2 separate regions of the Mus musculus genome follow, and region 1 is linked to region 2. Evidence: chromatin contacts called from public promoter capture Hi-C data. All regions are on one chromosome and are shown on one strand. The core of a region is the stretch at or near the end of the contact, and the rest is flanking DNA. Distances in the headings are between cores, read along the strand shown. Region 1 has its middle 50 kb from the start of Gm36784. Region 2 holds the start of Wnk2 (WNK lysine deficient protein kinase 2).

What was found. Promoter capture Hi-C pulls out the DNA fragments that hold promoters and counts their contacts.
Region 1: a promoter capture Hi-C map of embryonic stem cells shows a contact between it and region 2, with 2.9 times the contacts expected there. The contact joins the enhancer-like site here to the promoter of Wnk2 in region 2. A contact is called at or near these places in 8 of 39 promoter capture datasets (the 3T3-L1 cell line, 3T3-L1-derived adipocytes, the C10 cell line and 4 more) and 1 of 9 other capture datasets (embryonic stem cells).

Annotation. Positions count from the first base shown.
Region 1 is chr13:48,755,427-48,761,354 of GRCm38.p6, reverse strand. No RefSeq gene overlaps it. Among named protein-coding and RNA genes, the nearest start is that of Gm36784, 50 kb to the right of the region's middle. Within about 2 kb of position 4,429, at least 3 of the 459 cell types and tissues checked have an H3K27ac peak or open chromatin away from gene starts, as enhancers often do.
Region 2 is chr13:49,146,125-49,151,692 of GRCm38.p6, reverse strand. Wnk2 (WNK lysine deficient protein kinase 2) reads left to right here and starts at 3,365. Exons shown (of 30, transcript NM_001290313.1): 1 at 3,365-3,931; 2 at 4,459-5,141. The coding sequence starts at 4,461.

The sequences.
Region 1 (5,928 bases), core at 3,180-5,679, 390 kb after region 2:
CACTGTTTCTAGAATGAGCTAAAGATGGCCTCTCTCTCTTTTCCCGCCTCCTGCATAGTACAGAGAGTCTGCCTGTGTATGTCAGGCACAGGCCCCTCCTTTCACTGGCCTTTGTCTCCTCCTATTTTGGTTTTCCTGGCTTCCTCAATCACAGTCAACAGCTGTGAGTTGCTCTCCGCCATGCTGGCAGGCCTCCTTGAAGCTATGGAGGAAAAGTGCGACCCAGTCTTGCGAGTTATAAATGAGTCCATTAAGGGAGGTGGATTCACTAAAAGGCTGCCTTTGCTCCACCTGGTCCAAAGCCTCCCTCGTATGATCGATGACTCCATAGCCTGCAGACGGTCCTGAACCCCAGTGCATTCTTAATGCCTCAAAAGTTTCCAATTAAAGGCAAATGGCTCTTGGCAAAGTGCAAAGCATTTTTACTAACTAAAATAAATACCTGGGCAGGCTCCGTGGTTTATGACTTCTTCACACAGCTGAGAATAAGCAGCTAAGGAGCCAGGGGTGAGGGATCGTAGCAATGAGAGGCCCTGTCAAGCCTGTGAAAGGCACCCCAGATAATAGTGCTGGGGTGGTACCCCTGGGCCCCTGGGTGCCCAGGCTTGGAAGTCCTGCACATAGGAACTTCGGGTGATGCTGCTGGTGTTTGAGACAGGGTTTCCTGAAGCCCTGGCTGACCTGACTCTCTTTGTAGCTGAGAATCACTCTTGCCTCCAGCTCCCAGGTGGGTACCAACACTCCAGTTCTGTGAGTTGTTGGCGAAGCAAATCCAAGGCTTGTGCATGCTAGGTAAGCATCTCACCAACTGAGCTGGGGTCCCGGCCTACACACACACACACACACACACACACACACATACACACACACAGAGTTTTGAATCTTTCTAGGCATGGCTCAGGCAGGCAGAGGGTGATGAGTGGAGGTCTCATGGAGACTACCCTCAGCTTCTTGGCCTCCACTGTGTCCCTCCACAGCTGTGCTCTGAGGCTCTGAGGTACCGGCCTCACAGCTCTGGGGTAGAGGGGACTGGGCAGTGAAGGGGACTGACAGTTCTGGGAGCTCAAGGGTCAGGGGTTGCCATGGCTACCTTCTCCTGTGTAGGTAGTCTTTTCACTACATGGTCGATTTCAAAGGACCATTGAGCTAACCCAGGACCAAGGATTAAGCAAGGCCTCCCCAGGGACAAGAGGGAAATGTCCTGGGTAAGGGTCCAACCTGTCAGTTGGAAAGGGACAGTTTCTAGGGCAGCTGGCATTTCCAGGGTCAGTGATCCAAGGCCATTGCATATGGCTTCAGCTGAGGATGGGATTTGCTGTCCCTCCCTGCCAGGCTACCTTCCACGTGTACCCCACTCACTTAAGCAGCCGTGAGTCAAGACCACATACATCTGATTTGTAGAAAGGACCCACTTTCAAACTGGGACTTTGGACCACCACAGCTCAGAGTCTTTGAGAGAAGCAGAATGAGGATAGATTAGAAAGAAGAGGCTGGAGCAGACTGGGCACTGGGTCTTGAAGCAGCAGATCACTAAGATTCCCCCATTCTCAGCATCCCACTGCCTCACACGGGTCCCAGGTATGGCTGGCTAAGGCATGGCTGTCTATGAGCCATGCTCAAGGTTGGACCTTTAGACAAGCAGGACCTAGCACCAGAAGCCACAGGGCCCTTATGATGGCCCAGCTGCCCATCACAGTCCTGCATACATGCCTGGCAGTTTGAGGAGAGAGGTGGCCCATTCTATAGATGGCAGCTCAGTGTAGGACTATGAGGTCCCTGGCCTAGGCAGGAGCCACGCTGGAGATGAGACCAGTTCAGTTCAGCCTGTGCTAGGATGGCTGCTGGAACCTCCTTTGTCCTGGATATATTCATGGCATCCAGGCTTAGGGAACTCCTGTGAATGGGTAGAGGTGGTCTGTGGGGTCTCCAGGTAGCTGGTATCCTATCCCTGTATAAGAACCTAGAGGTTGATGTCACCTCCCCCAGTGAAAGGGCAGCTGTTGGTCACCTTCCATGGGGAGGGAACAAAGGCACTCACAGGAGTAGGCTGAGCCTCACCCTTCTTGGTTGTATCTCACTGCCTAGGTTGAGCCATCTTTTCTATCCCAATGGGGTCTGTCTGTCCCGCATCTCTTGTTGTTTGGTTGGAATTTGCTTCTGATTCTACCTTCTCCCCTCAGAGTCTGGCATTGAAGCTGGCCTTTCATGGTTGGAAATTTCCTTAATTTCCTGGTAGGCCCAGGACCTCACTTCAAGTTCAACATGCCCCTCAGACCCCAGCTCCACCTGTTGCTGTCTGCTCATGGCTATGTGTCTTAGTTAGGGTTTCAATTGCTGTAAGAAACAGAATGATCAAGGCAATTCTTATAAAGGACAGCATGTAATTGGGGCTGGCTCACAGGTTCTCAGTCCATTATCATCATGGCCTGAAGCATGGCAGCATCCAGGCAGTCATGGCTGTGGAGGAGCTGAGAGTTCTTGTTCCAAAGGCCAACAGGAGAAGACTATCTCCCACTTGACTGGGAGGAGGGTCTCAAAACCCACACCCATAGTGACACACTTCCTCCTATAAGGCCACACACACCTTCTAATAGCGCCACTCCCAGTCACCATAGTATTTTAGAACATATGGCCACAGGTGGTCCATATATCCATAAAAAATAAACAACAGTAAAAAACAAAACAAAACAAAAAAAAAAAAACTGGACACAGTGAAAGGCCGCTTTACATCACATAAGAAGGAGGTACACAGGATGTGGGTCTAAGCATATGGAACTTGTAATATGGAAAATGGGTGTGGTTGGTTGCCTCAGGTTCATGGTGGCTCTGGGTGCTTACTTCTTTTATGTTTCATACAACACATGTGTAACGTAAAAATCATGTGTATGAACCCTAATTGAGGAATCTACGGTTTCTTTTCCTTTCTGCCCGAGTCACCCTCAGATCATGCTGTCCCTGCCTTTATCCCAGGCTCTCCTTCTCCTTGTGGTCCTCCAACAGAATGGACAACATTGCTTATTGCTGGAGACCTGTTCATCCTGCCTTTGTGAGGGACCTAGTGCCTCAGATACACCCTCAGAAAGGACAACATTCACATGCTCAATGTGTCTCTGTCCCATCAGGTTATCCTGAGTGACTCCATTCTCTCTCTCATTCCCAATAAACCCAGAGACCGTTCCCTAAGACTCATGGTTAATAGTGAGGGTGGCTGACTCTGACCTCAGACCCTTCTCCTGGGTCCTCTAGCCTAGGTCTTCTGGAAACCCATCTTCTTTGTGGGGCGTGTCAGCCTCCCTAAGGATGGAATCCTGGGAAGACACTGTCCATCAAGGCCCCTGCTAGATCTGGGAGGAACCTGTGACTGGTCAGAAACACAGCTTTCTAGCTATGGGCACCTTACCACCACCCTCCATCTACAGAGTGCCATTTTCTCATCCTGGAGTGTTATGCAATGCACTGAGTTCCTGCAAGAAGTCACACTAAAGTCCTGGTCCATAGGACCTTGGGATGCTCTTCATTTGGAAACAGAACTACCACAGATGTGATGGGTTACAGTGATTCCATACCAGATCTGTATCCGAATTCAGCATGCAGGGTATCTTTATAAGAAGGACACAGACAGGCACAGGAGACCATGGTGACATGGCTTCAGAGACACGGACAAGCCAAGAAGATTCAAGGCTTGGCAGCCTCCACAGCAAAAGCAAGGAGGACTCCCCCCAGCACTTTCAGAAAGACTGTAGCCCAGCCAGCACCTTGGCATCAGCTTTCCAAACTCCCTAACTTTGGGACTATGATTAAACCACTAAGATTCGGGTCTTTTTGGACAGCCCCAGGAAATTCATCTCTCATTATCTTAATAAAAAATAAAGTTAAAGACCTCCAAGCCTACCCCCACCCAGAGGAACTCCAGAGGTTGTTTTCATGCAGAGCCTTAGCCCCCGTGGCACCAAGGGAAAACTTCTGGGCGTACACTAAAACATCCCTAGCCACTTAACAAGTGTGTCTCTGGTCTGGCTTTTCATATGAGAATTATCTGTCACAGACACAGAGCACGTTGTCACACAGAGATTGTCCTCGGTGGACACTGGAGCTATTCCCACCCCCTTCTCTCTCTTTTCTCTCTTCCCCCTCCCACTCTTGCTCCCCACTCTCATCCCCTGCTCTCACTCTCAAGTCTCCTCGACTCTTTAAAGCAATGAGAAAACCCAGACCTTTCTGATTGCAAATGTTTCTAAATGCCTGCGTATTAATGACTGGTTGAGTATGCACGCTGGCGAACGCAGGGCGATCCTTCTTGTCTTAAATGAGAAAAAGTCATAGGAAAAATGGGCTTTGTGTTGTCAAACATTACTCTGAGCAGACGCCCTCTGAGCGCCCGGCTCTGGGGGCTTCCTGAAGCCAATTGCATTCTTCCTGCGGTGTGTTTAACGTCAGCGCCCCGAGGAGCTTGGCTATGAAGAGCCCCGAAGGCCAAATATTTACACAGCCAACCCTCAAGCCTCATGGAAATGACCTCAGGAACATTGTTTTTAATTCATGAGATGTGGAGAGGAACGGGAGGCACGGCCTTTTCAACACTTGTTTCTGGGCCATGGATGCTCAGGAACCGGGTTCCTAGGCTGGGACACTGTGGGACCTCCCTGAATCCAACTTACTTACGGTGTAGGCTCATTGAGCCCCATTTCTCCTGTAAAACTCAGGTTAAAAACAACACAGGATCCCTGGGGTACGAGGAGAATAGGATGCTCTTGGGGTGGCAGCTGCTCTTCAGGTGATGATCTCAGCAGAGACCTATGCTGCTGGACCCAGGGCGTCTGGGTGGAGAAGCTTCCAACAGCTATCCAACCAGAAGACATATTGGTCGTCTCTTGTTCTCTTTCCTTCCTCCCTTCCTTCTTTCCCCTCCTCTTTTCCCTCCCTCTCTCCTTACTTCCTGTTTTGTTTGTTTGTTTGTTTTTTGTTTGTTTGTTTTTCGAGACAGGGTTTCTCTGTATAGCCCTGGTTGTCCTGGAACTCACTTTGTAGACCAGGCTGGCCTCGAACTCAGAAATCCCCCTGCCTCTGCCTCCCGAGTGCCTCTGCCTCCCGAGTGCTGTTTTATTTCAAGACAAGGCCTTGTGTTCAAATTCAAGGAAGACCTTGAACTTCTGGTGCTCCCAGGATTACAGGGTGTGCACCATCACACCAGGCTTACGCAGCGATAGGGATGGAACCCAGAATTGTATGCTCGCTAGGCAAATGCCCTGCCCCTGGAGATAGCTTCCCAGCCTCTGGTGCCTTGTCCCCTCTCTAATTTGGGAACTCCCCAGCTAAAGAGTGGTTCCCTTTGGCCAGCACCATGCCCTCACCTTTCCCACCTACCTTTTCTAGCATCCAGCCAGGGTTAGCCTACTGGCGCCAACACTAACTCTTGATGAGCCTGGGTCCCCAGAGCCTTGTCTGTGTCAGGTGTAACAAACCTTCCAAATTGATCCTCAGGGCACCCCTTTAGCCAGCAAGCCATCTCCCTCGTCCCCAGTCTGCGTCTCTCTGAGGAGCAAGTTCTACTGGTCCTTTGAGTTCTCCAGTAGGTTTAGGCTCTAGTAGCCTGTAGCAGACATTTTTTTAAATTGTAATTATGTGCCTGAGTGTACGGTTGTGAGGTGGGGGGTATACATGTACGAATATGGTGCCTGTGGAGGCCAAGAGAAGGTTTCAGATCTTCTGGAGCTGGGGTGACAAGAGGTTGTGAGCCACCTGATATAGGTGCTGAGATCTGAATACAGGTCCTTTGGAAGAACAGCAAGCACTCTTAACCACGGATCCATCTCTCCAGTGCCCACAGCAGACTCTGGATACATCTCCTCTATACCATGGCCTGCAGAGCTATCTTCCCTCCCTGCTCTCCCAATGGCCCCTCCATGCTGGACTGCTGTACCCACTTTA
Region 2 (5,568 bases), core at 2,116-4,615:
GGTCTTGGAAACAAACAAACAAACCCTAAACAACAACAATGACAAAGAAAAGAGGTTACAGTCCAACACTGGGGGAATCAGAGGCAGGAGCTCAAGGCAGAAACCTGGAGGCAGGAACTGAAACAGAGACCACAGGGGAACACTTCTTACTTCTTACTTGTTGGCTCAGCTTGCTTTCTTATTCAACCCAGGACTGCCTGCCCAGAAGAACCACTGCTCACAGTGGACCACCAAAACGAGCCATCACAACTTTGTTTCCTGCTAGGTGATCAACTACTCTACCAATTGAGCTACATCCTCTGCTCACAGTTCAGAGAATTCTAATGGTGCCTCAATGTTGGGAGGAAACATGATTCCTCATTCCTTCCTGTAGCATGGCAAAGTAGTAAGGCCCCTCTGTGACACCCAGTCCTCTTCCCAAGGCTCTTCCCAGGAAGAACTCCTATCATTGGAGAGTGAGATACAGTGTTGAACAAACAGTGGCTTGGACATGCCCCAGCCATCGCCTCCAGGACTGAGGCTCTGTCCCCTAACTGTTCCTGCCTTGGGCCACACAATGTGGGTTGTCCTGCCTTATCCTTCCTCAGATCTCAGGGAGGGCTTCCTGTGACCCCCCCCCCCCCCGGGCAGGCCACTTGTCCAGAACTATCCCCATTCATGTGCTGCAACTACCAGGGTGGGTGTCTTCCATTCACCTGTCCCAACTTCCCAGGTGGGCCCAGGGAAAACTAGTGATGAGAACTGGCTGTGTTAGACCTGAATTCTAGATAGGCCTGCACACCTGCAAGCTGAGACCTGTGCCTGACAGCAGTACCTGGGGGTTGGTGAGGCTTTCCCCTGGCAATACTGACACCTCTTTTTAATTAAGGCCTTGTGGGCTCTGGCATTAGCCAGCAGGACCGGCCTGTCCTCCTATCTGCCTTCCTTTCCTCGATGTCTGTTGAGCACTTACTGTGTGCTGAGATAGTAGGACATGACTGCTGTACCCATCCATAGGTGAGCCAATTGCATGTCCTCTGCATGGAGCAGATGTCCCTTCAGGTGTCTGACCTTGGTGAGTCTTGTCACCTGAAGGGCTGAGGAGGCTAAGATGAGAACTGCAGAGAGGAGTCACTATCCTCCTTTTTTTGGATCTTGAGCAACCACTAAAGGTGGAATGCTGCCTGGATTCACCCTCTGCATCCTCATCTCCAAGTGGAGGTTAACCTTGGATACAGTTCTCTTGAGCATCAGAAGAGGATGCTGCATCTAGGCCCTTGGGTTGTTGCTTTTGCAGAGTATCCTCCCACAGCCTTGGCTTGCGAGCCTTAGGAAATCTAGCCATGCAGTGGGAAGTGTTTAGGATCAGGGTGACAGACTCAGAGATGTCCGGGGACCTGAAGAAGGGTACAGAGTGGGTCCCTGGCTGCTAAATTCTATACCAAGGAGTCCTTGTTTCCATCTGTTGGAATTCCAAGGGCCTGTTAGTGATACTAGTCTGAGATTCCTTGCAAAGAGATCAATGGCCTTATCCGGTAGTTTCATAGCTGTGGACTCCAAGGGCTGGCATAGGGAGCGAGTTCACCATAGGTTATGCAAGTGGGGCTGTGGGAAAACACACCCAGGGAGTTAGTTACAAAGAACATGGTGCCCAGTCAGACACAGGCTCTCCGAGATCTGTCTCAGCCTGGACTGTGCCCAGTTTTGTGGGTAGGGTCATAATTCTTCACAAACATGTGTGAATGTGTGTGGGCAATAGCTGTAGGTATGGCTGAGGTCTCACTGGGTAGCCCAGGCTGGCCTCTGCCTCCTGAGTGATAGGGTTATAGGTATGCACCACCACACTTCGATTAGGTGTTGTAAGTGACTGGCTGCTTTCATCACTAGTCACTCAGCAGGTATATGCCACAGGCTGTCACTGTGTCCTGTTGGGAGACAGTCAGACTAGCATGCTGAGACTCTTCTGTCATGATTTCTCTTACACAGGCCCTGCCTATTATAGCTTCCATATACGTGCCAGGACCCAGAGGGCCTTTGCTGGATAAACCCTGTCCAAGAGAAATTACATTCTACAGGCTCAGGTTAGGAGAGGCAATACTGGGTGGGGTCTTTAGCCTCCTTAGTGAAGTTGTAATGGTCCTCACCCACATTCTGCCCCAGCTTGGGAGGTGCAGCTTGGATCCCCATCTCCAGAGACACTCAGACCCACAGAGCTGGCACCTGCGCTCTGCTTCTGGTTGAGTGGGCTTTACGTTCATGCCTGACTCCCAAGGTAGATGAGAAATGAGATAATATAAATTAACAGGCATCTGGCAAATGCCCAGTCCAGTGACAAGTACACAATTTAACCCCTGGGTCTCTGGGGTATATGTTGGAGTCCTAACTTCATGGCTCTCAGTTTTCATAACGTAAGTAGTCCCAGCATTCCCCCTTTAAGGAGACAGTGTGCTACCACCCAACTCAGCTAGGAAGTGACTTGAACATCAGCCTTTTAAAGTTACTTTTGACTGGTATCAGCATCCACTGACAGCCCCTAGCAGGGCCAGGGAAACCCTGTCACTGGGTAACAGCTCTGTCTGCATTTGCTTCCCTTTAATCGTGAAGGATGTGTTGCCTCTGTTGGCTTTTCTGTCTTATGAGTTGCTGGTGTCAAAGGCTCTAAGGCCAGCAGCCGCTGGCCATCGGTTCACATTTGTAACTTGCATCTTTGACAGGGTGCCATACCATCAGGATGAGCAAAGAGATCAGAACATGCTGGTAACTTCCTTTGCGCTGTTTTCTTCAGGTGAAGTGACCCCAATGATGTGCATCACAACTGGTGAGCCCAGGTGCAGGTGCCTGGCATGGGCTCAGAAATCAGGTCAGTCTTCTGTGACCCTTGCAGTCAGGTTCAGAGATGCCCGGGGCAAGGGCTTGTCTGGGGTAATTGAGTAGCTCAGGGGGTGGAGAGAGAAGCTCCTGAGGGGGTTGAGGGTGGGGAAAGATGGCAATCAATATGGTAAGTCAAGGGGTTTCTGGAAACCTTTTCCAGTTTCCATCTTGGGACCTCTGAGATTTAGGACAGAGAAATCCTTTCTATTTTTTTTTTTCATTTATTTTTGAGACGGTTCCTGGTTCCTTTATTGCCACGTGACCCAACTCCTGGATCAAGTATCCTCTGCCCCCCACAGCCCTCCCCCACCGGTGTTGGGATTATAGGCTTGGGCCACCACGCTACTGATCAGGGCAAAAGGACATCTGTCTTTGAGATCTGGATTTGCTTAATGGAAAAGAGGGACACAGCGCTTACTGGTACCAACGTCCGTGGATGATAGTGAGGTTTTCCCATATCCTGGCAGTACAGAAAGGCCCAGAAGACACTCCAATTTTGCAACCATACTTGGGCACCTAGGATATCCTGAGGTTGTCTGTTTTGTCTTGGCATAGGTTCCAGGATTTGGCTCTCTGGCTAAGTCACGTTGTCTGTGGCCTGCCACCTCCGGGGAAAATAGAGCCCCTCAAGGCCCCACAGTTCAGCGGACCACTTCCAAAGAGCTTCAGGGCCAGGCGCCGGCCTGGAACCCTTGCCGCAGGTGGAGGCCATGGGGAGCATCCCGCAGGTGGCGGCGCTCAGCCGCAGCCAGGTGGGCGTGTCAGGCCCCGCCCCGCGCTCCGGTCTTGGGGAGGGTGGGACGAACGGAAGCCCCGCCCTCCCCGCGCGCTAGTTCGGAGCCGGTGCGGGAGCGGAGGCGCGCGGAGCCGGCAGGAGCACGCGGGAGCGCGGCCCCGCAGCGGCCCGGCCCGAGGGAGCAGCATCGTAGGAGCAGAACGGCCTGGCGACCCCCGCTGCAGCCAGGACCCCGCCCCAGCGCGACGCGGCCCCGAGAGAGGACTCTGGCCCCGGAGCGCGGCCTCGCCCTCCTCGCTCGCCCGGGTCCCCGGGCTGCGGGCATGGACAGCGCCCGCTCGCCCTGTGAGTATCGAGCTCTCCCGTTCGCCGCCTTTGTGTGCGCGCCGCGCCGCCGCAGCCCCCTCCCCGCGCGCCCCGGGCCCGCGTCCTTTGTGGAGCCTGCTCCTGTCCGGTGCTTCCCTTTACCCCGGCCTCCCTGTCCCTTCCCCACCCGCTCGCGGGATAGCCTAGCGGGGTCGCTCCAGTACTGGCCTTGACCCCTTTCTCCAGCCTCCCGAGCCCTTCTGTAGCTCCTTTGAGCCCTCAGGGACACCTAGCAGGTCGTCCCTCCTGGAGTCCCTGGGACAGCTAGAGACAGGCCGTGTTCCCGGCTCGGAGCTGAGTGAAGCAGGGCATCCCCTTGCAATCCTCGCCTCGGGGTCCGGTCTGCAGCCCTCTCCCCGGAGCCCGCAGAGGACCGCCCGGCAGGTCACTTCTGCGGTGGGGCTGGGCAGGGCGCGGGCCCAGAGGCGGCGCTGTCTCATCCCGCGGCCCAGGCAGGTGCGGCGGGGCTGGCGCTCACGCAGGGTCCGTGTGTCCTTGGCCCGCAGAGATGGACGGCGATGGCGGCCGCCGAGACGCCCCCGGCGCGCTGATGGAAGCCGGGCGCGGCACGGGGTCGGCGGGCATGGCGGAGCCGCGGGCGAGGGCGGCGCGGCTCGGGCCCCAGCGCTTCCTGCGGCGCAGCGTGGTGGAGTCGGACCAGGAGGAGCCGCCGGGCCTGGAGGCGGCCGAGACGCCGAGCGCGCAGCCCCCACAGCCTCTGCAGCGCAGGGTGCTTCTACTCTGCAAGACGCGCCGGCTCATCGCGGAGCGCGCCCGGGGCCGCCCCGCCGCGCCCGCGCCCGCCGCGCCCGCTGCGCCTCCCGGCTCCCCGAGTGTCCCCTCGGACCCTGGCCCGGAGCGAGCGGGCACGCAGGAGCCCAGCCCAGATCCCACCACCGCCTCAGCCGCAGCCGCGCAGGTCCCCGACGGCGGCCCGAGGCAGGAAGAGGCGCCGGCCCCAACACAGGAGGACGCTGGAACCACCGAGGCAAAGCCGGAGCCCGGGCGCGCACGCAAGGATGAACCTGAAGAGGAGGAAGACGATGAGGACGACCTCAAGGCCGTGGCCACCTCTTTGGACGGCCGCTTCCTCAAGTTCGACATCGAGCTGGGCCGGGGCTCCTTCAAGACGGTCTACAAGGGGCTGGACACGGAGACCTGGGTGGAGGTAGCATGGTGTGAACTGCAGGTGAGCGCCGCTGCCCCGCAGGTGGGCTGTCCGCAAATGCGTCCTTGGGTGTGTCCTTGCTCATATGAAGGGCTTTAGGCAGCCCTGGGGATGGTGGCTGGTATGTGTCACCCTCTGTGTGGGTGTCCTGCAGGATATGTGCCTCGTGTATGGCTAGCCTGTTGGTGCTGTTTCTGGACCTGTGCACACACAGGTTGAGGCTTGCCATCTTGGAGGTCAAGGCTGGGTATGTGCTGTGCCCATGGTGACATAGGCTCTGGAGTGGTCAGTGGAGGTTCGTTCTGTCAGCCCATGCTCCTTGTCCGTCCACAGAACCCACTTGTACTGGCTCAGTAGGGACTGGAGGGTAGTGAGAGAGAAGGCTGTCTTTAGGCCCTTTTCTAGGTGGCTTGGAAGCTCCCAGCTGTCCTCAAATTAGCATTTTTCC